Linked DNA regions of Mus musculus: all the other regions are linked to region 1. Evidence: chromatin contacts called from public HiChIP or PLAC-seq and promoter capture Hi-C data. All regions are on one chromosome and are shown on one strand. Each heading gives the region's core, a stretch centred on a gene start, on an enhancer-like site or on the middle of the called end of the contact. The rest is flanking DNA. Distances are from core to core; before and after follow the strand shown. Region 1 holds the start of Sec31b (Sec31 homolog B (S. cerevisiae)). Region 2 holds the start of Sfxn3 (sideroflexin 3). Region 3 holds the start of Erlin1 (ER lipid raft associated 1). Region 4 holds the start of 4930414N06Rik (RIKEN cDNA 4930414N06 gene). Region 5 has its middle 23 kb from the start of Slf2.

Region 1 (5,157 bases), core at 1,284-3,783:
TAAAAGTAGAGTGTTTTCTTAAGGTAACTTCATTTCCTTTGGAAACCTGACCCATAAGAAAAATGTGTTTCTCCTGCATCAGTACAAATAAACCCATCAGACTTAGTCACTATTTTATTGCTCCGAAGAAAGACCATGACCGTAACAACTCAGGAACAGTTCATTGGGGGTGTGCTTACAGTTTTAAAAGCTTGGTCCATTATCAGCATGGTGGCAAGCATTGTAGGCATGATGATGGAGATGTAGTTGAGAGCTGCATCCTGATCTGGGTTGTGAGTGGGTAGGGAGGACGGATGGATAAGAGTCTGACTGGGCCTGCCATGGGCTTTTGATCTTAAACCCCACCCCCATTGACATACATCCTCCAACACGAACATGCTTCCTTACCTTCTAACCCTTTCAAAGAGTCCCACTCCCTGGTGACCAAGCATTCAGGTATACGAGCCTTTGGGAGCCATTCTTATTCAGACCATCACATCATTCAACTTAGATATGGGCTCCATTAGTGGATTATCTGGGCAGTTAAAAAGTGCAAAATTAGGGAGTGGAACTGAAAACGTTACTTTTTGAAGAATTCTTAGATTTATTGCGGGCTGCTGAGATGGCTCAGTTGGTAAAGATATGTGGTGAACACCTGATATCAATCTTTAGGCCCTACATGGTTGGAGGAGAAAATCCATTACTTCAAGGTGTCCTCTGACCTTTGCACATGTGCTATATATAGTGTGTGTGCATCCACACTTGCACACAGAATAAATGTCATTTTAAGAAGTTTTTTTTACAAAGATATACTCTTTAATCATCTCATTCTTAAATATTTATTTATTTATATGAATGTATATGGCTGTGTGCCACCAGGAAATGATGTTGGATATTCTGGGACTGGAGTTAGGCAGTTAGAAGCTGCAATGTGGGTGCTGGGACTTGAACCTTAGGACTTTAGTGCGATTTCTTTTGTGATGCTCCATCAGTGTGGTTGGTACTTCTGCTTTATTCCCTAATTTGGGAGTACTTTCCAAGGTTCAGCTGTGTGTGTGTGTGTGTGTGTGTGTGTGTGTGTGAGAGAGAGAGAGAGAGAGAGAGAGAGAGGAAGAGAGAGAATCTCCTGTAGCCCTGGGTGCCCTTGAACTTGCTGGGTAGCTTGGGTACCTGAAGATGACCTTGAACTTTTGACCCTCCACCCTGAAGCCACCACGACTACTGGTTTCTCTAGTGCTGGGAAATAAAACCAGGGTTTCAAGCCTTAGGGCAAGCAAGCACTCTCAGCCAATCCACACCTCTAGTTCCTAAGGCTCAGACCTTGTTCACTCCCCAACTCCACCCCCATCACCGGCTCACCTGTGATAGGACACTTAAAAAAAAAAAAAAGTTAAATGTTTAGTTGTAGCAAGAATGGTCCTGGCACAGATGGTGCCACACATGGGTGTCTATCTGGTTTCAGAACTGCCCATCAGATAATGGGCACCCCAGTTTCAGAGGTGACCCGGGTAGAACTCACCATGCATCAAGTGGCACTTTTGAACCAACTTGGGCATCTTCACCTGCCACAATTACCTCCACAGTTATCTCAACTTGAAAAGCATCTGTGATATCTTCACATTCTCTTTTCCTCTGCCTCAAGGTTTTAACTCTGTTATCAGCGACACCGGGTCTCCCTTGCTCTTGGGCCCCGGCTGTCTTGAATCCTTTCCTTTCTCAGTCAGGAGAGCCAGGGCAGCTCTCCTTCAGTCACCAGTATTAATCCTGACTTTCTTCACCGGTCCCTGGGCTGCTCTATTCCTCTTGTAATTGGGTCCCTGCCTTCCTCTCTTTTTTCTCCAAAGGGATCCATACTGCCAGATACAAAATACAATTGCCACTAGTGCCTCTGACCCAATAATTTTCAGTAATTCCCTGTTAACCGCAGAATTAATTGGTATTCCACAATTTATCTATCAGTACTTGTTCTTGATCAGTCTCTTTGACTTACTGTATGGGAAATGCCAGCATGCCCATTAGCTGCTTTGGCCCCCCTTTTTGCTGAAATATCACCTAGTGTTCTTTCAGCTCCAAGGAGTAATGCCCATGTCATGTGCCTGAAATCTTCCATGAAGTGCCTGGTTCACAGTTGTCTCTTTTTCCACACACAGCCGTTAATCAGTTTGTGGACACCCTCTACTAGTAGGCTCCAGTGTGCACCACTACTATTTACAACCTCGATTGCTTTTTAGCTAAATAGATCACACTGAGAGCTCATGGGCTTCCCTCACTTTAATAACTACATAATAAATTGAATTAGTGTTTTCCCTTTCTATACACAGGAGCCTGACTCAAATAGAATAGACTAGCATGTACTGGTGTGGGGGCTAGAACTGTGCAATCCCAGGGCAAGTGAGGCAGGCCCTGCTGGGAAACCTCTGCGCTATCGCTCTCGGTGCAGATTAGTGTTGAGGAGCTCAGCTAGGCGAGCAGAGGGAGTGGGTCGCCAGCTGTGGCCAGGGCAAATTGACTTTTGGCCCTCGGCAGCCGCCGTCCGCAGCGCGGTGCGCCCTTGGTTGGGACAGGACCGGCCCAGGCGGTCGCCTGTGACCCCTGACCTGGGCGCTCGGAACAGGTGGGTTTCCCCTGCGGGTCTGGGGTCCCGGAGCACCGCTCCTCCCACGGGAGGACGCCGGGGAGCTCGCCTTGACCACACCCGGGCTGCCACGCCTCTGGAGCACCAGTACGAATCCCCCCAGCTGGACCCGGTCCCGCTCCCCTTGCCACACAGTGTCCCCAACCCCGCCGAGGTCCAGCAGCGCTGCGCGCGCCTCCGACTGCCCCCCAAGCCTTGACTTGACCGGGCCCTCAGCCTGCACACTGTCGCGGTGCCCTGGCCAGTGGTAACTGACCGTCAAGCGCCTTGTATGGCAGTCAGCAGGCGAGAAGCCGTGTTGACCTTCTCCCTAAGGACTGGACTGCCAAGGGTCGTCCTCCCTGATAGTGGTTCCCCGACCCTATCAGCCCGCCACTGCTCTGGCTGTTCTGATCCTAACGAGGGTTTTTCTTATAAAATGATGCCTCAGAGCAAAGTGGATGAAAAGAGCATTTCTCAGCCGGGCGTGGTGGCGCACGCCTTTAATCCCAGCACTCGGGAGGCAGAAGCAGACGGATTTCTGAGTTCGAGGCCAGCCTGGTCTACAAAGTGAGTTCCAGGACAGCCAGGGCTATAAAGAGAAACCCTGTCTCGAAAAAAACCAAAAAAAAAAAAAAAAAAAAAAAGCATTTCTCCCGTCCTTCTGTCAATGGTTTAAGCACGTCATGAAAGCTTTGCTTAAATTAATATAATGGTTAAAAGCACGGGGTTTACATTGCGGCTTAGCCGGCTGTTTTCTATGTAAAACAAAGTAACAATTTATAGAAATTTCTAGTTGTGCCTGGCAAATGCGCTGTTGCTGGTCGCTGCGCTTCTGTACAGGATGGTTCTGACCAGCAGGTGGCACTGGTGACGAAATAGTGTAGTTCGCTGGTCACTGATAAAGCGGAGCTTCAGGAGTTTAGAAGCTCCCAGAAACAAGCTTAACTGACAGCCCCAAGCTTTTTTCAAGCTGGAAAGTACAATAGAGATTAAGTACTATTATCGCCTGCTTTTATAGGTGAGGCTGACCTGACTGGGTTGCTCAAGCAGGTCACAAATAGTTCTAAGTGTCCTTCTTTACCTTTCAGCCCTTTCGCTGGCCCGTGAGGATGAGACCTTGAGTATACATTAGAAGTGGAAATCACAGAGTTAAAATGAATGCGGTGTGGGGGCTTCACACTTGCCAAGTAGAGACAGGACGATCATTCTCAGTTACCTAGCAAGTTTGAGGCCAGTCTGGGCTACGGGAGACCATGCGCCCCCTCCCGCAAAAGGAAAGGGTCTGAAAAGATGGCTCTGTTGGTAAGAGCACCCGCTGGGTTCCCGGGGCGCTCACATTGTAGCTCACAGCCATCTGTAGCTCCAGTTCCAGGGGCTCCAACACTCTCTTCTGGCCTCTGAAGGCATTAGGTACCCGTGTGGTACACAGACATACATGCAGGCAACACACACACATATCTATGAATGTTATAATTTTAAATATATTAAGATAAGTTCTTACTTTGTATGTAGTCCACGCCAGGCTTGCCTGAACTTATGATTCTAATGCCTCAGCCTCTTGAATGCTTGGATCATAGATGTACATTATAGCTAGAAATATTTAATTATCCATTTCCCTTGGGAATTGGTACTCAGAGGACAGATGTGTGTCAATGACATAAATACAGGGTTCCCTGGCACAGATACAATATTTAAAACCAAGGGAATCAGGCAACGTCACTGAGAAATTACCTAGTTTGATGGTTATTGTCGGTAGAACTGTAGTAACCAATGTTGATTAAAGACCTTGGGAGTTTAGATAATCAGTTTTAGCCATTGGGTAAGCGAACTGTCAGATGAGCTTGTTTTTCTCATTCTGTTTTTTGCTGGACTACTTCATCTTGTAGAGAAGAGAGACCATCTCTGTGTCCACAGACGCTCCCTGGATCACTGGCCCTAAGATTTTTTTTTTAATTATTATTTCTATTTTTAGTGGGCCAAAGGTCATATATGTTTCCCGGAAACCATGAAGTTGAAAGAACTTGAGAAGCCAGCTGTCCAAGCGTGGAGCCCGGCCAGGCAGTACCCTGTGTATCTGGCCACAGGTACGATGACACGACAGACCAGGAGCTACTAGAAGTCAGCCATCAAAGGAAAACTCAGTATCTAGAATTCCTTAATGACCATGAGAGACAGCTGTAGGATTATGTCAGGTTGGGTACCTGGTAACAGCCTTGGACTAGGGCCTGAGGGCGGCACCTCATGCTTTCCTTGCGGTTACCTCTAGAGAAAAGGATGCTCCTATCTCTCTTCTGTTCTGTTTCCTCCCCGCTCCCTAACCTATTAGTACCCAGTATTTTCCCATGCATACATTGTTGCTCATTTGCTGCCTCTTCTTTCCTTTCCATGTGACTAGGAACATCTGCTCAGCAACTAGATGCCTCCTTTAGCACAAATGCCACCCTGGAAATATTTGAGATTGATTTCAGGGACCCTTCTCTGGACTTGAAACACAAAGGAATTCTTTCTGTCTCCAGCAGGTACTATGTTGGGTCTATGAGTGGGTATTCAGGTCAGACCCT
Region 2 (5,157 bases), core at 896-3,395, 500 kb before region 1:
GGAGGCTGTGGCAGGGGTCAGACCTGCCCTTCTTGTCTCTGCTGCTTGCCTCGGGGAACTCTGGGCAAAGGATCAGGAAGTTTGGCACCCAACCTCTGAGTAAAGGACCTCTCTGTCCCCTGGGGATGTCAGAGCGTCTTGTAGGTGTGCCTACTCTATTTTCACATCCTTGGTGGCCCCACATTTTCTCCGGGGTCACAGTGATGGTGGTTTGAATGACTGGAGGACATTCCAAGAGTTAAACCTCCCAAGGAGGATTCCTTTTCTATCTGCGTGGGACTCTCTTTGTCCTTGCACAGTGAACAGCACTGGGAAGTGTCATTACTAAGGATCTGTGACCTGCAGAGCTGCCACCTACCCATAACACACAGTGCTGTCCCCTCAGCCCAAATGTCCTCAGATCCGCTGAGCTAAAGTGCTGCGTCACAGTGGCGTGATTTGAGGCAGGTTCACCTGTAATTCTGCACGATGTTCCGGGAAGCTTCCAGCTGTTCCCCGGACAGCAGCAGATTTCGGGGATCAGTGACTGTGAAGAAATGCCGGGCTCTGCCTAGAAATGTGCTTTGGTCCCACCGAGGTTCCTGGATGTTGATATTTAAGGGCAGGTCACCCATCTTCTGCAAGGTAGCAAGAATAAGGGTCAGGTCCAAGGACTTCCTTCACTTGGGAGACACTTTGGTGGCTCTGCCTTGGCCCCAGAAACTGACCAGTGCTTGCAGGTGCTCAAGGTCACTCCAGATCCATAAACAAGGGTGGGGGAGGAGTTGTTCCCTAGGTAGTGTTTTAGCCAGGAACATACAGCCACTTAAGAGCCGGAGGGAAGACCAGAACCAAGAATATAGCTTTCCTGACGCTGTGGCCTGATGCCAGATTTACGTGTGTGTGAGTGTGTGTGTGTGTGTGTGTGTGTGTGTGTGTGTGTGTGTGTGTGTGATTCCCCAGCAGCAGCTAATCTGGGGCAGCTATCTTGAGCTCCTGCTATAGGAGCACAGAACATGGATAACACACCCAAGCCCTTTCCAGCTTCAGGCCCCAGCTGCCCCAAGACTTAGATAAAAACTTCCAAGGCTGTTTGGAAAAATGACAGAAGGCAGCCCACACTCAAGCCCCTGATTGGAGGAGACATTAGGCACCTGAGGGCTGATCCGTACCAGATCTCAAACAGCACTGGAGTGGCAGCCATTTGTGAACATGTGAGCACCCACATAGCCTCCTCAAACCCACTTGCTTCCACTCCTACACAATAACTCCGGGCTCTCCCTGGTCCTGGGTTGAATAGAACTGACGCAGGCACCCACCCAACTCTCTCTGAGCCTCAGAAAAACCTCAGGAAAGGGCGAGATTCAATGGATGCCCCTCCGCCCAGCACAAAAAGGAATGCCAAGAACAGCCATCTGGCTGTGTTAGGCAAAAATCCTGCAGAGTGACTAATACCCTCCAACCCCACTTCCTCCCTCACAGTAGACACCGTCCCCACCCGACTTTCACATACTTATACACAAAGACAGGCACGCCCTCCCCAGCACACAAACAGGTTAGAGTCACACTGTATACACTAGTCAACCAACCAGAGTACCGTTACACACACACACACACACACACACACACACACACACACACACGCTCAGCCATATCTATCAGTTGCAGACATTTGAAAGCATGCCTAACACACAGCCTCAACCAACCCCTCCTTGTGCCCTACAGATCCTAACAGACCACGCAATATGGAATTCCCATAAGAGAGAGCACCTCTCTCAAGGCAAGCCTTCTGTTCTGAGCCCAAGCCCTCACCCCTCCACTTTGCTGATTCCCAAGGCAGCAGGCACTCACGCTTTCCGGGGTTTTCAGCCTCTAGAAGCTCTCAGACCCGCCTTCCTCACCGCTCTCCGCTTTCCTCCCAGCCATCACCGAGACGTCACGCGTGACGCTGAGCAGCAGGGAAGGGCGGGGGCTCCCTGAGCTCGTTCGCCTGACCCACCCCCCCTCTTGGCAGAGTTCCGAGACAGTGGATGTCCAGAGTGATTCTCCCAGACCAGGCCGTTGAGACCAAACCCGACCCAGTCCTGGGAAGCAATTCTGGCCTCCTTCCCAACCAGGGAGAAAAGGGGAGGAGCCGCCCCACTTGCCTCCTTCGCTTGCAGTCCCTTAGCTTGCCTCTGGAGGCACCCACCCCCGCAGCACCCAGTCTAGGTGCACTGGGTGCGGGTGAGCGGCGTGGAGGGCGGGCCTCTGAGGGTGCAACGCCCGGAGGGATTCGGATTACTGCTTGTTTACTTGATTGCTGCCTTGGCAATGGACTCTCCTTGCTTGCACCCTGGTCTGCTACTCCAGGTCTTAGAGGCTCCTTTTGCAGATCCTCGTCATTCGCATCTCTTTCCAGCCACATTGTTGTGGTATCTGTGCCCCTTTTGTGTTCCCAGTCCCCTTTGCCACCTAATCCCCAGCTCCACTGTGCCAGCAATTTTTTGTACCCCCAACACTTATCCGTACACAAACTGACGCCCCAGTCCTAGGGATGTGCACGGCCAAAGTTTCCCGTGATCTCTGCCTGCATCCAAGCAGGCGCATCAGAAAGATTCTTCTCCTAGTGGCCTGGGATCAGCTGCTGTATCGTGCGGCCTTTCCAGAACAGGGTGTCTCCGAAGGTGAAGAAGGCATTACACACACACATCCCTTATCCATCAGCACCCAGGGCACAGCGGCGACACAGCCATGTTCCAGCTTTCCTTCCTGCTGATCTCAGGCTCAGGTTCAGCTCTTTCGTTTGTGACATTCTCCCACAGAGACCTTAGGGATGACTACGGAAGGGATGGCAATTTCAGGAAGCTAGCGTGGCCCGGAGAAGACGTGATTCTAGTAGCCAGTGGAACCCAGCCAGTTCCAGAGCCTGGGTTCCAACGACCAGTTGGGGTTCAGAGTTGGGGCGGGCAGAGCCCAGAGGTATCAGACAGGTGAGAAGCTACAATCCGGACAGGCTACCAAAGGTGCTAGAAGAGAATGACTGGCGGTCTCAGCAGCCAATGGGATCCCAGGACCGCGCAGGGTAGCTCTATTCCAGCAGCTGCGCGGAGCGTGGGCGGGGTCCTTAGTTCACTGTATCGCGCCCGCCAGCGGGCGACAAGGGCAGCGGCGGCACACGGGACCAGGTGAGGTGGCCAAGTCCTAGAGGTAGCGAGGCAGGAGGTCCTACATGGGGGAGTCTGTTTTTTGGTTTACAGAAATGCTCTAGAGGGCGTGACCCCTGGTTTTGCACTAGCGATTTGTGGGGCTCTCTCCAGAAGATCACTCAGTCCTGGGATAGAGTCTTGCAGCGACTTTAGACTCACAACTGCAGCCTGGAGCCTGACATTCACCTGGGGGTGGCGGTGGGGGGCAAGCTCGACCGCAGCTATCCCAGGTCCTGAAGTCCAGCTCGGGAGGCTAGCCCCTACCCATATACATATACACACAGGAAAGATGCTGCAGTAAACTGTGTGGCACCCATTCTCCTCTCTCTCTTTAAAACTCAAGAGCCTGCTGTGACCCCCATCTCTACTCTCTGAGTGTCAGATGAGGACCGGAGACTGGGTGGATGACTCCATTGAGAATAGCAATGGAGGAATGGAGGGAGGAATGGAAGGAAAGTGTCCCAATGGCCTTGTAGAAACAAATCCCCAAATCCAAGATGGTGCAGAACTGGGCCGATCTCCTCTGGGCCCAGGATGGGAGAGGGGGACAGGATGTTCAAGTCAGGAGGAAGTGCAGAAGCCAGGGTAATGGGACAGCACTCATCCCTCTCCCCAAACCCTGTTCTTCCTACACAGATCTGGAAGCCCTACTCCTAAGAAGCATTCAGACTGAAATTGCATCAGAAAGATCCCTCTCTTCCAAGTGGCCTGGGATCAGCTGCTCTGTCTTGTGGACTTTCCAGAACAGGGTGGCCAGAAGAAACACTATTTTTCGACTCAGCGAGATCTGCCTTACTAAGACTCCAGCCCTACTGAGAAAGCTCATGGAGCCTGGAAGACCAAGAGCCAACCTTCGGAGGGCAGGCAGACTCTGTCCGGATCTGTAGGGCACTGCCCTAGTCTCACTACTATGGCACGTGGTTTCACGGTAGGCTTTGACCCACTGGGTCTAGGAGAACTCAGCTCTGGCTCCCTGAGCTCTGTCTCCTCCCGAGGCCACCTGGGCAGCGACTCAGGCTCCACAGCAACACGATACCTGCTGAGGAAGCAGCAGCGCCTGCTGAATGGGCCCTCCCGAGGAATTCGAGCCTCCTCGCCCATGGGCCGGGTCATCCTCATCAACTCCCCCATCGAAGGTGGGTGTGGGGCCCGGGAGTGACTTGGATGGGAGCACTGAGGACAACGGGTAACGGGATCATCTTTCATCTACCCTTGCCTATCCTGTAGCCACTATTTTAGGGCGGCAGGGCTGTAGAAGGATCAGAGGTGGGAGGTGAAACCATAGTCTAAGGAAAGCCCTTATACGTGAGCCCCTGGGATACATAGGCAGCGTGATGAATCAGCCCCCTCCATTCCTTGAACTCCGTCTTTCTCCTAACCCACCTTAGGGAGTGAAGCAGAATGGAGATCTCCCACCAAACAATTTTGTGTGACCAGTACTGTGGGGGGACGGTAGAGCGTCAGTGTCCAGGCTTCAGAATGTGGGAGAGGGGCCAAAAGACACGCAGCAAATGTCCATGAAAAGGCAGAGAGGGGGTGGGGGTGGGGTGGGGATAGGAGGAATGAGAGACAGAGGCAGAGAGTGAGAGCCCCATAGCTCGGTCGTTCAGAGAGAATGAGCTGCCTGGCACTATACCATGGCCACCAATTCTGATTCTACCCCGGTTAGGTCTTGCAGGGGACCTAGAGGGAGGAAGCTCAGTTTTCACCTCACAGGAATATGAAGCATAGTCAAAACTTCAAGACACAAACAAGAACAGCTGGTGGGGAGGTTGCAGCTACCACCCCGCAAAAGTCAGAAGTGAACAGCGGGAAGCATGGTGAGGCAGGTGCTTAGACTACAGTGACAGATGTGAGGCGACAAAGAGCCTGTGAGCAAGACAGAGCCTCAGATGCCAGGAGAGGAGCGAGGCCCTGTGGGACTGGCTCTCTGTGGACAGGACCCGATCCGTATCTCCAACCCCTCTCCTCTTTCTGAGCCAGCACGGTT
Region 3 (5,157 bases), core at 1,569-4,068, 480 kb after region 1:
TTTTAAATCATCAGGTGTCAAGGTTTCTTTACAGATGGTAATTCCATCCCTGTCAGCTGAATGATAGGCAAACTCTCCGTTCATTAGCTCTAGAGTCTAGAGACTCTTAATAATAATAAAAAAAAACATTCATTGGGTGCTATTTGCTCAGAAGATATTAACCTATATGCAAAGGTCAGAAGAACTTCTGGTTTTATTTCTGTTGTTTTAAAACAGGATCTCACTGGGCAGCCTAGAACTCCCTATGTAGACCAGGCTAGCTTCAAACTTTATTAACACTCCGTCCTCTGCCTCCCTCTCAGGAGTGCGTGCACCGCCTCACGAAAGTTAAAACTGACAATTCAATAATGGAGTCTTAATGTGTAAGTTTTTTTTTTCCCAGAAATCATGCATTTGTTTTTAACTATCACAATCATTGGCACAAGGATTTGCCAGATTTGGAGGTTTATTTTGATGGAACACAAGTGATGTTAGGACCTTCTAATCTACATGATTTAGACAGGTTGATATGAAGCAGAAAATATAAGATCACCCCAAACCTACTTCTGAAAAATTAGTAAACCACTCTTATTTTTTGTTCAGTAGCAACTTTCAGAATTAAAATCATAAGTTATCAACTGTATATACTTTATTCTATAGGCAACATTACGAGGAACGAAGAATAAACTCGGAAAGCACAGATACTAGACCAAACCAAGTTTGTGCCCCCAACTCTCCCATCAAGCCCAGCATGGTACTGGGTGAGAGCTCTACTGCTAATCTCTATCTGCAGCTTCTTTTTCTCTTTCTGTTTTGTTTCTGAGACAGGCTGGCCTGAAACTCACTCTTCCTGCCTCCACTTCCCGGCTGGGATTTCAGGCATGTGCTTCCACGACCTGCTTTTTTTTGGCAGGGGAAGGGTGTTGTGATCATAAAAAGAGAAAGAGCTATAAGAATATGTTCTGGCACAATGTTGGGGAAGGGGGTGCCTCAGCGGGCCCATTGCCAAGGCATCCCCTCCCCCTGAGGGACCAGACACACACCAATATAGTATAGAATAGAGTTTATTTAGGGCACGGGGAGGGGAGTTAAGAGGGTAGTAGAGGCAGAGAATGGCAGAGAGTAGAGAAGTAGGGACAGGCCATGGCCACCTGGAGGGGGGCAGGGGAACGGGATGGGAAACAAGGAGGCAAGAGGTAAGAGAGGCAAGAGCTTAAGAGTGAGAGGAGGAGCCAAGCAGCCCCTTTTATGGGGCCACGCCTACCTGGCTGTTGCCAGGTAACTGGGGGGTGGTGGGGGAGCATATGTGGCTGCTGCCAGGAACTGTAAGAGTGGAGCTTAGACAGAATACCAACAAAGGGGACCAGAGGAGATGAAAATAGCTAAACTGTAATATTGGTCTGCAACAAACAAGGTCCCATACATTCCGTGGTAATAAAAATCAAATGCACGATACAGGTTAGTGCATGTATTGAAGGGGTGTGGCTAGATTTGCTCTTACAAAGGCCTGAATTGATTCTCTTGCCTGTCATTCTCTTTGTTACTAGCATCATACATAACCTTGTATTTGCTGTTGTATATCCGTTTCCCAGTTTCCTGTCTGTCTTCACTCTCAGCCAGTTACAGATACAATGCCCCAAAAGCACTGCTTTCTGGTATTTTCCTGCACAGGAGTTTGGTAATCCTTCCAACCTTGTTAACCTTTTCTAGTTGTCTCTGCCCTTAGTGAAATAGAATGCCCTTATTTCCCATGTGTCCCTATATCTCTAAACTCTACCCTTTCCTTTTAGTTTTTGTTTTGTAATACATGCACATGGTGTGGGTTTATTCCCTAAACCTTTTATGATTATTAATTATTGTGTGTGTTGGTGTGTGGTGTGGGGCATGGACCTTTATGTGTGGAGATCAGAGGACAACTTGTGGAGTCAGTTCTCTGCTTTTCACTTCTGTGTGAGGTCTAGGGTGAAAATGAAGTCCTCAGGAGTTCACAAACTCCTCTACCCACTGAGCTATCTCACCAGGTCCACGTGGTATAGAATGTTAAAATACAGTGAAAAAAAAAAAAGGTCGATTCCCAGCACCGATGTGGCAGTTCACAACAGCCTTTAACTCTGGTTCCACGGGATTCAATGCCCTCTTGTGACTGCTGAGGGCACCAGGCACACAGATAGTGACTGACATGCATGCAGGCCTAACAGCCATAAATGAAGTCACTGTCTTCTTGTCATACATTTTCTCTATCAGCAGAAAAATGGATCCTAGACTTTGTAAATCTGGTTCTAGCCTATCTTGCCATACAACTCCTTTCAACCTTATCGCCGTCATGAAAACTCAAGCGTTCACTACTCATTTTGGCCTACAAGACAATCCCGACCTCCACATTCAACATACATATATCATTCTGATCCTGTTTCTGGGTGGCTTTCAGAAAGCACTCTGGTGTAGCATTCTGGCACAAAATAAATATTCAGGCCAAGTCTGAATGGTTAATTCTGGTTGAATAGCTTCCTCTTCTGAACTCGAACCCCTGATTCCTTGAGACTGGTCTGGTAGTTTCCCTAGTGCAGGGTGTGTACCTGGAGAATGTGCTTGCCAGTTGGACTAGGGACGAACCACAAAAGGATGCAGGAACAACTCCTACACTGAGGGGCTGGTCCTGTGCACTAGCATGCCTCAACCAGCGTCTGTCCGAGTGACCCACCCCAGGAGACTTGGTCCTCGTCTGGGCACTTAGAATCACTACACTGTGCGCGCACCCGGGGCCAATTTTGTCCCGCCCGCGCACCGTCTCGCGAGTCGCGGGCGGGGGCTGCGTCGCCTGCGTCCCCGCGCAGCCGCAGTACCGGGCAGGTGGGCGGGGCCGGCTGTTGGCAGCAGTTGGCGGGGCCGGGTGGCGGCTGCACGTGCGGGCGGGGGCGATGCGTCACTGACCGGTGAGGCGAGGCTCGGGGGTCGCGGTCCTCCGAGTGCCTGCGATCAAGGCCGCCCTCAGTCGGGACCTAACGCTTGGGGAGTCGGGGAAGAGGTGTCACGACGTACGCCGAGCCGGGGGCACCCGCGCAGGGGGTTGGCGAGGGGAGCGCTTAGCTGAGAGAGAGAGAGAGAGAGCCCGGGGCCGGAGCGCGGGGCTTCCCGCCTCAGCCGCCCGCGACCGTACGCGGGCTCTTCCCTGGGTGGGGACTGGCCTGTCACTCAACGGACTGAGGTTCCTCTTCTCCCCATGCTCAGGAGGAACAAGGATGAATATGACTCAAGCCCGGCTTCTGGTGGCTGCAGTGGTGGGGTTGGTGGCGATCCTCCTGTACGCCTCCATCCACAAGATCGAAGAGGGACACTTGGCCGTGTACTACAGGTGAGCGCCGCCCTGTGCAGCCCGCGATGGTTCTAGAAGCACAGTGGAAGGGTCCAATGGGTCACAGCGAAGTCTGGGAAGTTGCTCTTTTCCGCGGCGTCAGGGGAGCTGCTTCCAGCCCTGCCTGGGAAGTGGTTTCATCCCAGCTGCCGGGAGTTAACCTTTGGCGGGGCACTTTTCCGTTGTCGGGGCAGTTTAGTGCCAAGTTCGTTCTGTACAGAATTGAAGACACCTTAGGGGGCACGGAAGTAGTCACTGCAACCGAGATGACTTCTCATAGTCCGCACAACTGCACAGGTGTTTAGTTTGCCGCTGTGGATTTTTTCCGGATCTCTGTCTTACATAAAGACAGTTCTCCCCAACACTAAGTTGGGTTTTTTCTTCTTCATTAAAAAATCTCCCATTGTCTGGTTATGTCCCCCAAAGTCTTCATGACCAGAGCAATGTCATATATCCCTAAAGGCCAAGAGACAAAAACCACATTTGCAGGCCACTTTTCTCACTTTTTTTTTTTCAAGTCAAGGTGAAAAAGAGTGTGGACTCAGTTGCCATCCACCTGATTTGGCATAAATCAAGTCTAACTTCCCACCAGGTCCTCGTGGTATAAGCTGGGAAGAGAAGCCAGTTTGTGGACAACTTGGGATAGTGGTTTATTCTGAAACAAGCAGATTTTTGAATATTTCCATCATGCCCCCTAAACTGGTATTTCTACTTTTAGATCAGTCCAGAATCCTAGAAAATACATACTTTTGGTGGTATGTCTTAACAGATGGAGTTCTAGCATAAGAAATACCAGCCTGGACCACATTTCCATCCAGTTTATCACTGTCCTTCTGACAGGAAAACCACGAAGAGAACATACGGAGATACCACTCCAAAAAAAATGACTAATGAACCTGCAAAGGTTCATCTTTTGAGTTATGACTTAGGACAAGGATGAATGTTGTGGGAACTTACTATTCGTTGTGTAAAGTAGGACTTTGTGTTGTATTTGTCCCAAATTTGCAGGGGGTGCTTTCACCGTTCACATACTACAGAGTTTGATAAACAAGCCCCTCTCTCAGCTGTCAACTCAACCCTTTCGCTGTCTGTCTTTCCATGCTAGGTTTTTGTTACCTTTAGACAGAAACCATCCCCCTAGGATTGGACTCATGTATTGAAAGAACCATTAGCCTCAGAAAGTTTCTTCTTCCTTGAAAGTTTGGTTTTTTCCTTTTTTAAACTTAGCGATTAAATGTATTGTTTTGATTTGTCTCTTGTTATGTGTCATTAATTGAGAGTCATTAGAATTTTTTCCATAAGTATTTATCGGCAAACTAAAGACCAGAGAGGATCTTTTGAACCCAAGAGCAGTGCTAGAGACGCAGAGGTGTGGTTGGTGGAGCTTATGAAACAGGGTGCAATATTGGCAGTGGACTTGGATGCATTTTCACACTTTTAAATGTGATGGATGTTTGAAGTAGCAGTTGTTGAGTCACTCTGTTGTGAGGGTAGTAGGTTAGTAACATGAATATGAGTGAATGTTTGTTATAGCATTTTAAGTTGAAAAGAGATCCGAACAGTTTTGTCAACTGGAACGTCTTTTTGCAGGGGAGGAGCTTTGCTAACGAGCCCCAGTGGACCAGGCTATCATATCATGTTGCCTTTCATTACAACATTCAGATCTGTGCAGGTGAGTGACTCCTAGGGATTCCAGATAGACAGGTGTGACAGGAGTTACCGCACTGGTGGGTGGAGACGGAGTTCCTTATTGCTTAAGCAAACGTTGGTATTTACTCAGATGGGAAGTGAAAGTTCATAGTACAACTGTCACAGCACAAGTCATG
Region 4 (5,157 bases), core at 1,579-4,078, 440 kb before region 1:
ATAGGTTGAATCGTGGCTGAAGGACACCTGTAGGCTTTGTGAGAAAGTGAATTGGAAGGAAGAGGGCTAAAGACGGCCAGACCTGGTACCTGGCATTGTGGAGAAACTGCAGGGACCACTAGGCTACAAAGCCGGGCTTGCCAAGTCAGCACTTGCTGTGCTGATTGCACTTCCCTCAGGAGGAAGCAAGTAGGCCAGTGTGGCAGGTTCTGCAGCTCACTGAGCTAGAGGGAGCAGAGGAAGCCTCCAGTGAACGTGTAAAGTACAGACCAAGTCTTGAGTGAATGTGGAGGGACCCCAATACCTCAGATGTCTTTGGGTGGCCTGATCCTTCTGTTGGTCCCGTGCAGATGTTGGGAGCTTGTGCAAGTACAATAGTGTGTGCCATGAAGACTAATTGACCAGTGTGTGCAAAATCTAGCAACTTCAGCTCCCTCCTCCTGCATGACTGTGATCTGAGTTTGCTCCCCAGTAGAGACAGCCTACAGAGATGAGCTCACTCCCCTCTGTGCTGTCCATGATACACCCCACCGAGGATCCAGTTGCTGGTGTCTGAGTGCTGCTCCATCACAGTGAGCACGGCCCACCCTGTCCCAGCTCTTCCCTATGAGTGTGCATATCCTTTCTTCATCCTTTCTCTACCCGAGTCCAAGGCATGCGAAACACAGCACTGGGTTTCCTTTATAATAATTCAAATGTGTGATTTCGAAGCCAAGTTCTACGATGGCACTTGTGAAACTGCCATGGGCGTTTCCATCAGTACTGCTGGTAAGACAGACTCAGTACACAATCCATTCCTTTCTCTTCTCTTCCTACGTGAGCTCAGCATCCCACCTTTCTATAGGAAACTCCCTTAACTGACAACTCTTACTCTGTGCCACAAGCTGATAAAAGGAAAATTCCTTTCTGTCAAAGAGATAAGACTTGAAGCCAAAACCAATAAGCTAGCACTAATTTAAACAAGTTTGGTGGGACACGCCTGATCTCAGCTGTGGAGGCAGGAGGGCCAGTTCAAGGTCATCCTTAGCTATACAATTTCATGACCAGCCTCAGCCTGGGCTTGAAGATCTTATCTAAAAAGTAAAACAAAACAAAATTTAAAAAATTAGTTCTAATAGAGTAGTGACTTTCTTCCCTGGGACACAAGGCAGATCATTTGTTAAGTGGGGTGTTACCTATCCTCCACGTCACTGCCAGCTGCTTCACAGGGGAGCTGTGTAAGGATGCCATTCAAAATCCTTTGGAGAACACAAATGAACTTCACTTTTGCTAATGTATTTTTCCCAGTTCTGCTGTAAAATAAAGCACCTGAGTGTGTCTGACACTGGTGTCCACACACACACACACACACACACACACACACACACACACACACACACACACACACAGAGCTCAGGACTGGCACACAAAAGTCACATTGTATTGGTGACACAGGAAGAGGAAGGACCTCAGATAGAGGTCCCTGAGGCATGAGAAACCTGCCCTAGTCAAGATGCCCTGTCTCCTGTTCACTGTGGTGGCCTTTGCTCCTGCTTTGCCATTGTTGTTCAGCACTCTCCTTATGGAGAGTGTGATCTTTTGGCCACGTGGTACTTCCTTAGTAGCGACTGACACCTATCCAACAATGCTGTAATCTTACTGTGCCCCAGAAGCCTGTTTTGCCAGTTAAAGTTTTCCAGAATCCTAGCCACTTGTCTTGGAGTTAGATCCAAAGCTGGACCTTCTGGTTTGCCTTCTCCTGATTTCCAGGCCTGGTTAGCTAGAAGGAAGTGTCAGAACATGTCTGCAGATGCTGGGAAACCATCCACCACCGTCAAGCATGCTGGGTGATTAAAACTGTGTCTGAGTGCAGGATGGCCTCAAAATCTGTGATCCTCCTGCCTCTGCCTCCCATGTGCTGGGATCATCGGTATTAGTGATTGCACCAGGCCAACATGCATGGTTTATTTATTTAACATATTTTTGGCAGCAGGAACAGGGAAGTATCCAGAGTTCCCAGAGTCTGAAGGTACAATACTCTCCAGCTATCACTGTTGGAAGATAAGACCTGATTTACAAGTAAGCACACCCACAGATGGCTGCTTCTGGTCAATTTTCTTTTAAAAATTAACTATTTTATGTGCATGGGTGTTTTGCCTGTAAAGGCTAGAAGAGGGCATAGGAGGCTTTGGAACTAGAGTTACATTCGTTAGCCATCACATGGGTGATGGGCTTTGAACCCAGAGCCTCTGGAAGAGCAATCTCCAGTTAACTGTTGATCTTCTCCAGCTCCATTAAATTTGTCTTTGAGACAGGGTTTCTCCATGTAGCCCTGGCTGTCCTTGAACTCAGAGCTCTGCCTGCCTCTGCCTCCTCCGTGCTGGGATAAAGGTGATTACAATCTTAGTCTCCATCTTGCCTCCCTTTGTTCTGTTCATGTTGCATGCCAGGCATTGTGCTGAGTTACTGCCATGTATGTGAATCCTCACAAAACATGAAATAGAGTTATTCCTTTCAATAGAAGAAACTCAGATGCCAACAAAGGTCAAATGGCCAGTATGGTGAACCTTGGGACCTGAGGCCAAGCCTAGGTCTTTTCCTCAAACACCGCGACTATCCCTAGTATTTGCACCTGTCTACTTCTACCTGGGCTGTCAGCATCCATCTTTCCAACCTAGTTTACCCTAAAGGAGAAAACAGCTGCAGCACTGGGGGCCTGGCAACTATGCCTAAGCCTTCTATGAGGTACTAGGTTTGTTATGAGTGTCAGCCTTTCCACAGCTGGCATGTCATAAACCCACCTGCCAGGTCACAAGTGGCTCTGCACTGTATGGCATCACCTTTCTTGATTCTGGGTTCTAGAATTTTAGAGACACCCAGATGAAGGGTATTTCTTCCTCTCCTGTTTCCCCCGATACCATCAGGTAAGAGCCATGATTTTGTGTTGTTCACCACCAAACCCTAACACGTAGGTAGGCAAGAGCAGCCAAACGGATGTGCAGGATGAGCTAAGAATGAGATTATTAAATTCCTGACTGCAATCCAGGAGTGGTGGCGCACGCCTTTAATCCCAGCATTTTGGAAGCAGAGGCAGGCGGATTTCTGAGTTTGAGGCCAGCCTGGTCTACAAAGTGAGTTAGTTCCAGGACAGCCAGGGCTATACAGAGAAACCCTACCTCAAAAACCAAAAAAAAAAAAAAAAAAAAAAAAAAACCCAAAACAAAAAACAAAAAACCCTGCCTGTAAAGCACACAGCACATTATTAATTGGGTTTTGTAAACATAAACTGTGGAGAGCTGTGCCCGTTTCCGTTTCCCACAGATTAAAAGAAGGCATCAAGCTAAAAACAAGTTTGTTTGTTTTTTTAAGATTTATTATTATATGTAAGTACTCTGTAGCTGTCTTCAGACACACCAGAAGAGGGCATCAGACCCCATTACGATGGTTGTGAGCTACCATGTGGTTGCTGGGATTTGAACTCAGGACCTTTGGAAGAACAGTCAGTGCTTTTAACCACTGAGCCATTTCTCCAGCCCCCTAAAAACAAGTTTAAAGCAGGGTATTTTAGATACTCAACCACCTCTACTACTCAATCAAAAGTTGCCAGACACGTTTAAGCTGAGAAAAAAGTTTTAATAACACATACACATACATTCAGAAGACTTTAAACAAGACAGTATAAAATTTTAAAGGAAAAAAAAAAACCAAACCACAACACATTGCATTTACTGCCTAAGAGCTAGTAGATTAACTGGCTGACAAGAATGCCCCGGGGAAACTGAGGCACAGATGAGGTGCGCCTGCACCATAGAGTAGGCATAGCCACGAGATGGGATTGTGCTGACTCACGCCCCCACCACCTGTAGCAGACCCTTGCCTCCTGAGAGACAAGCCAAGAAAGTTCTCCAACCCAGCCGCTTGGCGATGAGTCAGTTTGTAAATGGAAAAACACTCCTGGTTTCAAGACTCCACACATTACTGTCCCCACCAACTGTGTCTGTTCTGATTGGGGGGAAAGGGGAAGAAAACAAAACAAAACAAAAAGCCAAACAAACAAAAAACAGAGCCTGGGTGGTAACTTATCTATCATTACTGGGGATATATATATATATTTCACTTTTCTTTTTTTTTTTTTTTTTGTGAAGTCGAAGCAAGCTATTACTTGCATTAAAAAAAAAAAAAAGCCAACCTTCTGAAAGGTGACAAAGGCACCGTTGCCATCAGGACAGAGACAAAACAATGCACAACACTGACTGCAGAGCTACACAGGTGATCTTGAGCATGGAAAACCTTTTCACTTGACATGTGTTACAGAACTGTACTTTCAGGTAACAAGAAAAGCAGGTCAGGAAAGGCAAACAGTTACACACAAAAGCATAAACACAAGTACTTTAATGTTCAGCTTGCAGTAAGGGTAAAAAGTTTGACATCACACATCCAGAAAATGAGACAAGGATTATTTTTGGCACAGTAATATTGCCAAACACACCACCGCTCAGTGCAAGCTCGTTTGCCCAGTCCCAAGTATGGCCTGACAGTCTCTGTGCAGCGAGCACTTCCTCCCTCGCTACCATCCCACTTTCTGGGCAACAACAGACAGAGGGAGACAACGCACAGGGACTCAGAAGATGGAAAATACTTGATTTGGGATTAAAAACCATGAGCTACTTGTGCTAAAATAGAACCACAACATTTCCACAAGAACCCAAATGTAAATACTGACTGGACTCTGACCCGGAGACTGAAGGCTGCTACCAGAGTCATAAATTCAGAGGCCGAAACTGATGTCTGGCCATTTATTTTAAAGGGACAGATAAAGTATTTTTCTCTAGTGGAGAAAGACAATTGAAAATAGAGATTTTATTCTTATAGGACCTGCTAAATAAGAATGTATCAAAGTGGTTTTAAATTTGATGGGTGGTTATTGGTTGAAACTGCAATATAAAAGGATCACTTAAAAACCTGAATAACCCACTTGTCCCCGTCAATGTACACAATAGAAAATATTTACACACTGTAATTACAAGCAATATAAGCAGATTTTTATACTTTGAGATTTTGTACACTTTACACAATGCAAAATGAGAAAAATATGAACACTTATAAAATTACACACAAACAATGTATCTACAAGGATTAAATTACAGAGTGAGAGCCCCACCGTTGGGCAGATAGATG
Region 5 (5,157 bases), core at 964-3,463, 360 kb before region 1:
AAGTTGGGGAGAAAAGGGTTTATTGGGTTTACAGTAAAGAACATCCCTCCATGGCTTCTGCATCAGCTTCTGCTTCCTGACCTGCTTGAGTTCCAGTCCTGACTTCCTTTGGTGATGAACAGCAGTATGGAAGTGTAAGCCGAATAAACCCTTTCTTCCCCAACTTGCTTCTTGGTCATGATGTTTGTGCAGGAATAGAAACCTGACTAAGACAGGGAGGTGAGTACATATTGGCCACAAGGGGACAAGGGGCCCTTCTGGGATGGCTTATGCTATGTTTTTCTCCTGACCAAGGATTGTATGAATTCACATACCTATTTTTTAACTCTTATACTTGAGAATTTTTTGTTTTACTGTTCTAAGCAGTATTTCAATCAAGATAAATAAGAATAAAACAGCAACCCACCATCACAAAGGCTTTCTCCCCCTCCTGCATGCACAGGATGACGAGTGGTCTGTGTGGTCTCTGCCATCTTCTTTCCCTCTCTGAAAAAAGAAATGATTTTCTAGTGCTTTCTAGACTGGGCTTTTGCAATCTTGAAGCTTCTGCAGCTGTTAATCACATGATATTTTCTAAGCCCTTCTCCCTTAATAAATTTATTAAAAGCATCTCTGTGTGGACTGCTCTGTGTGGAGAAGCAACAGACTTGGGCCAGCCAGCTTAGACTCCCTCTCCCCAACTGGTCAATAAGAAACTATGGGTTTTTTTCTGCCTTACCCCCAAAAGAGTTATAAAAGTTCAGTAAGTGCCTGGAAAGCAGGCAAGACTCCACAATGCAATCTGGATCACCCATTACCAATTTGCTTTGCTCACCCACCGTAGTGGCTGGGCCTTATGCTTCCTAGGGGAAAATGAGCAGTTTGGATGCCTGCTCCCTCCTTCTCCTTCTCCCATCTCATCCGCTCTCCTTTGTTCTCCATCAGTGTGTTCCCTAATGGGGGGCTTTGCTCTGTATTTGTGGCTCTTTGGGGAGAAAACTTGGAGCCCAACTTGGGGTCTCACACGTAACCCCAAGACTGCAAGCGTTGAGATGTTGCCTGCAGCCGTTATAAAATGCTGCTTGCCATGTGGCGCTGCTGAGTTGCAGTTATTTCCTGCCATTTTGTATTTCGGATCTCTGGGGTAGTGAGTGACTCATGCTTTCCAGTTCAATGTGAGGACATGTCCCACCGAGTTGACGGCCTGATGCTCCTGGAGGACATTCCTAACCCACCACTCACCAAGTTATTAGAAGTCTAACTCCTGAAATCACTAATCCCCAAATAGCCTCTATTCTCTCAACTGCTGGCTTCCATTCTTTGATTTTATGCACAGTAGTTCCCAACTCAAGGCCAAAAATTCCACCCCATGCCGAGCCACTTTCAAAGGAGAACCAATATGCTAAGACTGGAGGGGGATTTTCAATAGCGGCTAATTGTCAGTTTGTCTAGTGAAAAGAGCTTCCTCTCTCCCCCAGCAGCCGGGTTATTTGTTAAGGTTTTCTGGGGGTTTGGAGAACCTCACTGTTAGGGGCAGTTCAAACTCAGCGGTTTTAATTATTAATCAGGTCAAAGGCTGATGACAATTTTTCTCTTCGGGGGAGGGTCTTGAGTTCACAGTGGGGCATGTCCAGCCCCTTGTCCTGTGATGGATAGGCAAAAGTGGGCAAATGATTGAAGCCAGACCAGCTTCGGGTTTTCTTAATGGTTCCTTACTAGACAGACTGTTTGGAAAGTCCTTTAGGCTGCCTGTGGGCTCATTGTAAGGAATGTAGGTCTTTATCCTTTCTGAGGACGTGCGGTTTCCTGAGTTGAACAATTCCAGGTCAGCAGCGCACGTGAACATGCTGTATGCGCCCTTGCAAACCAGAGCACAGGAGAGGTGGAGACTCTTCATATGTGTCCACACTGGGATGTCAGCTTCCTAGCTTCCTCCTGGTAGCAGTTCGAAGGCCACCTTTTTTCTGAGCAAACCGGGGGTGGGGGTGGGTGTGGGGGAACATGAGGCCTTTTCTAGCCTGGGTCTGTAACATCTCCAGACATGCTGACTTTGTGTTTGCCCCGCCTCCCCCACGGCTCTTTGGATCCCTAGAGATCTCCCTTCTCTTCTTGGCTTGAGACTCCCCAGCTTGACAAAATCCAGGAAAAGTCTTTCCCCTCTGCCTATTCGTCAGCCATTCCAAACAGTTCCAGCAGAGGCTGCCTCACACCCTCGTTGCTAGGCAGATTCCCTGGTTGCTAGGCCACTGCTGCTTCTTCCCAGCCTGGGAAAGACATACAAATTTCCAGTGACCCACTGAATCATGTAGCCCCCCGCCCAGCAGCATGGGGAGTAGATCCTAGACTTCATTATGTGTGAACTCTGTACCCAGTGTAGATCAGTTCCAAATGGGCGAACAGGCAACAATTCCCGGATGTTCCTTATAGAGGAGACCAAGTATGTCATATGGATGGTGGCCAGGCCATCTGTGAAGGTTCTCTGGACAAGGGCCTGGACTTACCTTCCTGTGAACTCTCAAGATAGTCCCTCGAAGAGAAGAAAAATTGTTATCAGCCTTGACATGAACTTAGAGAATTTTCTCTGGTTCAAGTTCTGACACCCTCCACCTTAAGCTCAGAAAACATCTTTATGGGCAACAAGAAACAGTCCCTGGTCCTAAGAGTAAAAGAGTGCAATCAAGTTTGAAAGACTGAGTTTCCTGATCTATAATGAGACTATCACACGGATCTCAATGATTCTATGAGGATATTGCTTTCAATGATTCTATGAGGATATTGCTTTTGCTCTGTGGTAACAGAGTTTTCAGGAAACAGGAAATATAAGTGAGCTTCAGTGGACACCAGTTTGTTTAAGAAAGATTTATGGCCAGGTTTGGTGGCACACACCTTTAATCTCAGCTTTCTAGAGTCAAAGGCAGGTGGATCTCTGAGTCTGAGGCCAGTCTGGTCTATAAAGAGAGTTCTAGGACATCCATGGCTGTTATAGAGAGAAACCCTGTTTCGGGAAAAAAAAAGTGTATCAACTTTTTTTTTTTTTTTTTAAATCTTCCTATTATGTGTTAGGCAAAATGCTAGGTAACTTACAAGATGACATTTAAGCTCCCACATCAATTCCGAGAAAGACAAAACACTTAAGCACATTCCATTAACATACGAGTTCAGGGGCACCGGGATAGCTCGGGGTAAGTAAGGGAGCTTGCCTGCAAGCAGACAACCTGAGTCTGATCACAGGAGCCCACGTGGAGAAAGGAAAGAAATGACTTTTCTTTTAAGCGGTTTAGGTTAAATTGCTAGGGTCCACTTTTCGAGGTCAGCCTGGTCTAGGATAGCCAGGACCACACAGAGAAACTCTATCTCACTCCCCAATCCCCATATTAAAAGGCATAAAAACTCCGGAATACAACAGGTGGCAGTGGGGAAAAAAAATCTCAGACACAACACAGAATCAGCGTTTGAAAAAAGTCTTTGTTAGGAACAAAGAAACACAGACAGTAAGGCACACAGGAAGAGCCACTGAAAAGCAGGGGGGGCGGGGATCCTAAAATCTGGTCTCTCCTCAAGGGTTGGGGACTTTAGATGGTCTTTGAGGGGGTCTTTGTCACCTAAGTTAGGTGTGTTCAATTTAAACAAAGACAGGGAGCCTGATACAACTTTTGGATAAACACGTGCTGGTCTGGCCTTGAACTTATTAGCCCAGTCTGCCAGCAAGGGGGCCTAGAAGAGAAAAAGCCAGGCAGGCTTTTGTCTTAAGCTGTTGGGCCTTTGTTGAAAGTCAAGAAGAAACCAGAAGTTTGTCATCTTATCTTTATTGTCTATCTGGGGCCCATCTCCCTGTCTGCTCATTTGGGATCTGTTTAACTCTTATTCCCTCAAAATGATCTGACTGAGGCCATTCAGCTAAGACATCAGAGAACTAGGGTTTGACCCCAAAGTTGGCTTAGTAGATCCTAGTTGTCTGGAAATGTGCAGGTGGTAGATTAGAGGAAATTTGGCTAGTGGAGACTGAGGTGCTGGTGGGCCAGCCAAGGAGTTTCCTAGGAATAAGGGGCCACGGGAAAGTAGACCTTGGCTGAGCCTCGATCTAGAGATGACAGAGTTATCACCCGGCATGTCTCACTCTTCTCTGAGAGAAGGGCTTTGGATTCTTGTTGGCAGTGGTATTTACTGGTGTCCAATAGAGTGACAGAATATAGGAAGCTCAGTCTGGCTCAGTAGGCATTTGAATGCGATAGGACAAGCATTTTAAAGGGGCTGCCTTTAAAGTACCCAAGCAGACCACGAACCCAAGATCTTAATTGGAAGAAACTGTAGATAAATCCTTGAGGCCAGTGTAGTTGGATTAGGTCCACTGAACTCCGGAAGAGAGACAGAAGCCAGTAGGGAAGCGGGACAAGGAAATACCTTTCTGTCCAGAGGCCTAGAGAGTACCCCCATCCGCGGTACAGAGCAGGCTTGTCACAAATCCCAGATCTGGGGACCAGGTCCTCAGAAGAGCCTGCATGGTAGGTTCTGGCAATGGAGTTGACCTCTAGCTGAAGCTAACACATGAGCGTGCTCTGTAGCCAAGCGGCAAGGAACTGAAAGTGGGGAGCCAGGAATTCTGGGTATCCAAAAGAGACCTGGTACTGGGAATTGTGGGGAGGCTCATCTGGGTTGCCAGATGACAATCAGGGAACTCGGGGTCTCCCCCTTAAGGTTCTTATTAATAAAATAACAGAACAGACTCAGACAGAAGCTTGAGGACAAAAGACAAGCCCGGGGCAGGCAAGTTGTAATCTCAGCAGTTGCCAGGAAGAGGAGACCGGAGGAGAGAAGAGGGAGGGCAGAGGCCATGCTCCTGCAGACAGCAGAGGTCAGCCAGACAGTTAGCCACAGGGCAGGGAGGAGGCTTTAGGGTAAGGAAACCCAGGGCAGACAGAGAAGAAAAGAAATTATACTTCTTTCCCCGCTGAGTAATTTCAAACAGCAGGCAAATTAACACAGCCTCATGATTGTGGCCCTGCATAAGCTACTATGGTAGAGGTTAGAGATCCTGGGAAGGAAAAGTATGTTATTTCATTGAAATGGCAAATTAGTTCACCTATGTCTTAGCATGACCTGCCTTCCTGGGCAATGGTCCCTTAGCCAGGCCAGAGATTTTAAGTTTCTTGACAAGTTTTCCTTCAATGGGCCGAAGAT

The links. Promoter capture Hi-C pulls out the DNA fragments that hold promoters and counts their contacts. HiChIP or PLAC-seq counts read pairs in DNA pulled down with a chosen protein or histone mark.
Region 2: a contact with region 1 is called in an H3K4me3 HiChIP or PLAC-seq map of embryonic stem cells, with 10 read pairs. The contact joins the promoter of Sfxn3 here to the promoter of Sec31b in region 1. A contact is called at or near these places in 6 of 39 promoter capture datasets (the 3T3-L1 cell line, the HPC-7 cell line, cranial neural crest and 3 more), 2 of 15 datasets of contacts at CTCF or cohesin (the NIH/3T3 cell line and stem cell-derived epiblast-like cells), 2 of 484 Hi-C or Micro-C datasets (CD4 T cells and rod photoreceptor) and 12 of 115 datasets of contacts at active chromatin or transcription factors (bone marrow-derived macrophages, craniofacial prominence, embryonic forebrain and 6 more).
Region 3: a promoter capture Hi-C map of 3T3-L1-derived adipocytes shows a contact between it and region 1, with 6 times the contacts expected there. The contact joins the promoter of Erlin1 here to the promoter of Sec31b in region 1. A contact is called at or near these places in 6 of 39 promoter capture datasets (3T3-L1-derived adipocytes, cranial neural crest, hippocampal neurons and 3 more), 1 of 484 Hi-C or Micro-C datasets (regulatory T cells), 3 of 115 datasets of contacts at active chromatin or transcription factors (the 230-238 cell line, bone marrow-derived macrophages and stem cell-derived neural progenitor cells) and 3 of 9 other capture datasets (adipose tissue, embryonic stem cells and pancreatic islet).
Region 4: an H3K4me3 HiChIP or PLAC-seq map of embryonic stem cells shows a contact between it and region 1, with 2.6 times the contacts expected there. The contact joins the promoter of 4930414N06Rik here to the promoter of Sec31b in region 1. A contact is called at or near these places in 4 of 39 promoter capture datasets (the 3T3-L1 cell line, liver and stem cell-derived epiblast-like cells) and 11 of 115 datasets of contacts at active chromatin or transcription factors (the 230-238 cell line, embryonic limb bud, embryonic stem cells and 5 more).
Region 5: a contact with region 1 is called in an H3K4me3 HiChIP or PLAC-seq map of stem cell-derived neural progenitor cells, with 16 read pairs. The contact joins the enhancer-like site here to the promoter of Sec31b in region 1. A contact is called at or near these places in 7 of 39 promoter capture datasets (the HPC-7 cell line, HPC-7-derived erythroid cells, cranial neural crest and 4 more), 21 of 115 datasets of contacts at active chromatin or transcription factors (the SCID.adh cell line, acute myeloid leukemia, bone marrow-derived macrophages and 15 more) and 2 of 9 other capture datasets (adipose tissue and macrophages).

The regions. Positions count from the first base shown.
Region 1 is chr19:44,543,224-44,548,380 of GRCm38.p6, reverse strand. Sec31b (Sec31 homolog B (S. cerevisiae)) reads left to right here and starts at 2,533. Exons shown (of 26, transcript NM_001033343.1): 1 at 2,533-2,593; 2 at 4,569-4,680; 3 at 4,992-5,115. The coding sequence starts at 4,602.
Region 2 is chr19:45,044,564-45,049,720 of GRCm38.p6, reverse strand. Sfxn3 (sideroflexin 3) reads right to left here and starts at 2,145. Exons shown (of 11, transcript NM_053197.4): 1 at 1,831-2,145; 2 at 454-617. The coding sequence starts at 614. Pdzd7 (PDZ domain containing 7) reads left to right here and starts at 3,949. Exons shown (of 16, transcript NM_001195265.1): 1 at 3,949-4,303. The coding sequence starts at 4,078.
Region 3 is chr19:44,067,446-44,072,602 of GRCm38.p6, reverse strand. Erlin1 (ER lipid raft associated 1) reads left to right here and starts at 2,818. Exons shown (of 12, transcript NM_001164360.1): 1 at 2,818-2,912; 2 at 3,208-3,331; 3 at 4,922-5,003. The coding sequence starts at 3,219.
Region 4 is chr19:44,982,221-44,987,377 of GRCm38.p6, reverse strand. It overlaps 4930414N06Rik (RIKEN cDNA 4930414N06 gene), which reads left to right and starts at 2,828. Exons shown (of 3, transcript NR_040294.1): 1 at 2,828-2,903. It overlaps Slf2 (SMC5-SMC6 complex localization factor 2), which reads right to left. Exons shown (of 20, transcript NM_001081225.2): 20 at 3,592-5,157.
Region 5 is chr19:44,905,172-44,910,328 of GRCm38.p6, reverse strand. No RefSeq gene overlaps it. Among named protein-coding and RNA genes, the nearest start is that of Slf2, 23 kb to the left of the region's middle. Within about 2 kb of position 2,213, at least 49 of the 459 cell types and tissues checked have an H3K27ac peak or open chromatin away from gene starts, as enhancers often do. A contact at or near this core is called in adipose tissue, neural stem cells and stem cell-derived neural progenitor cells, where this site is marked.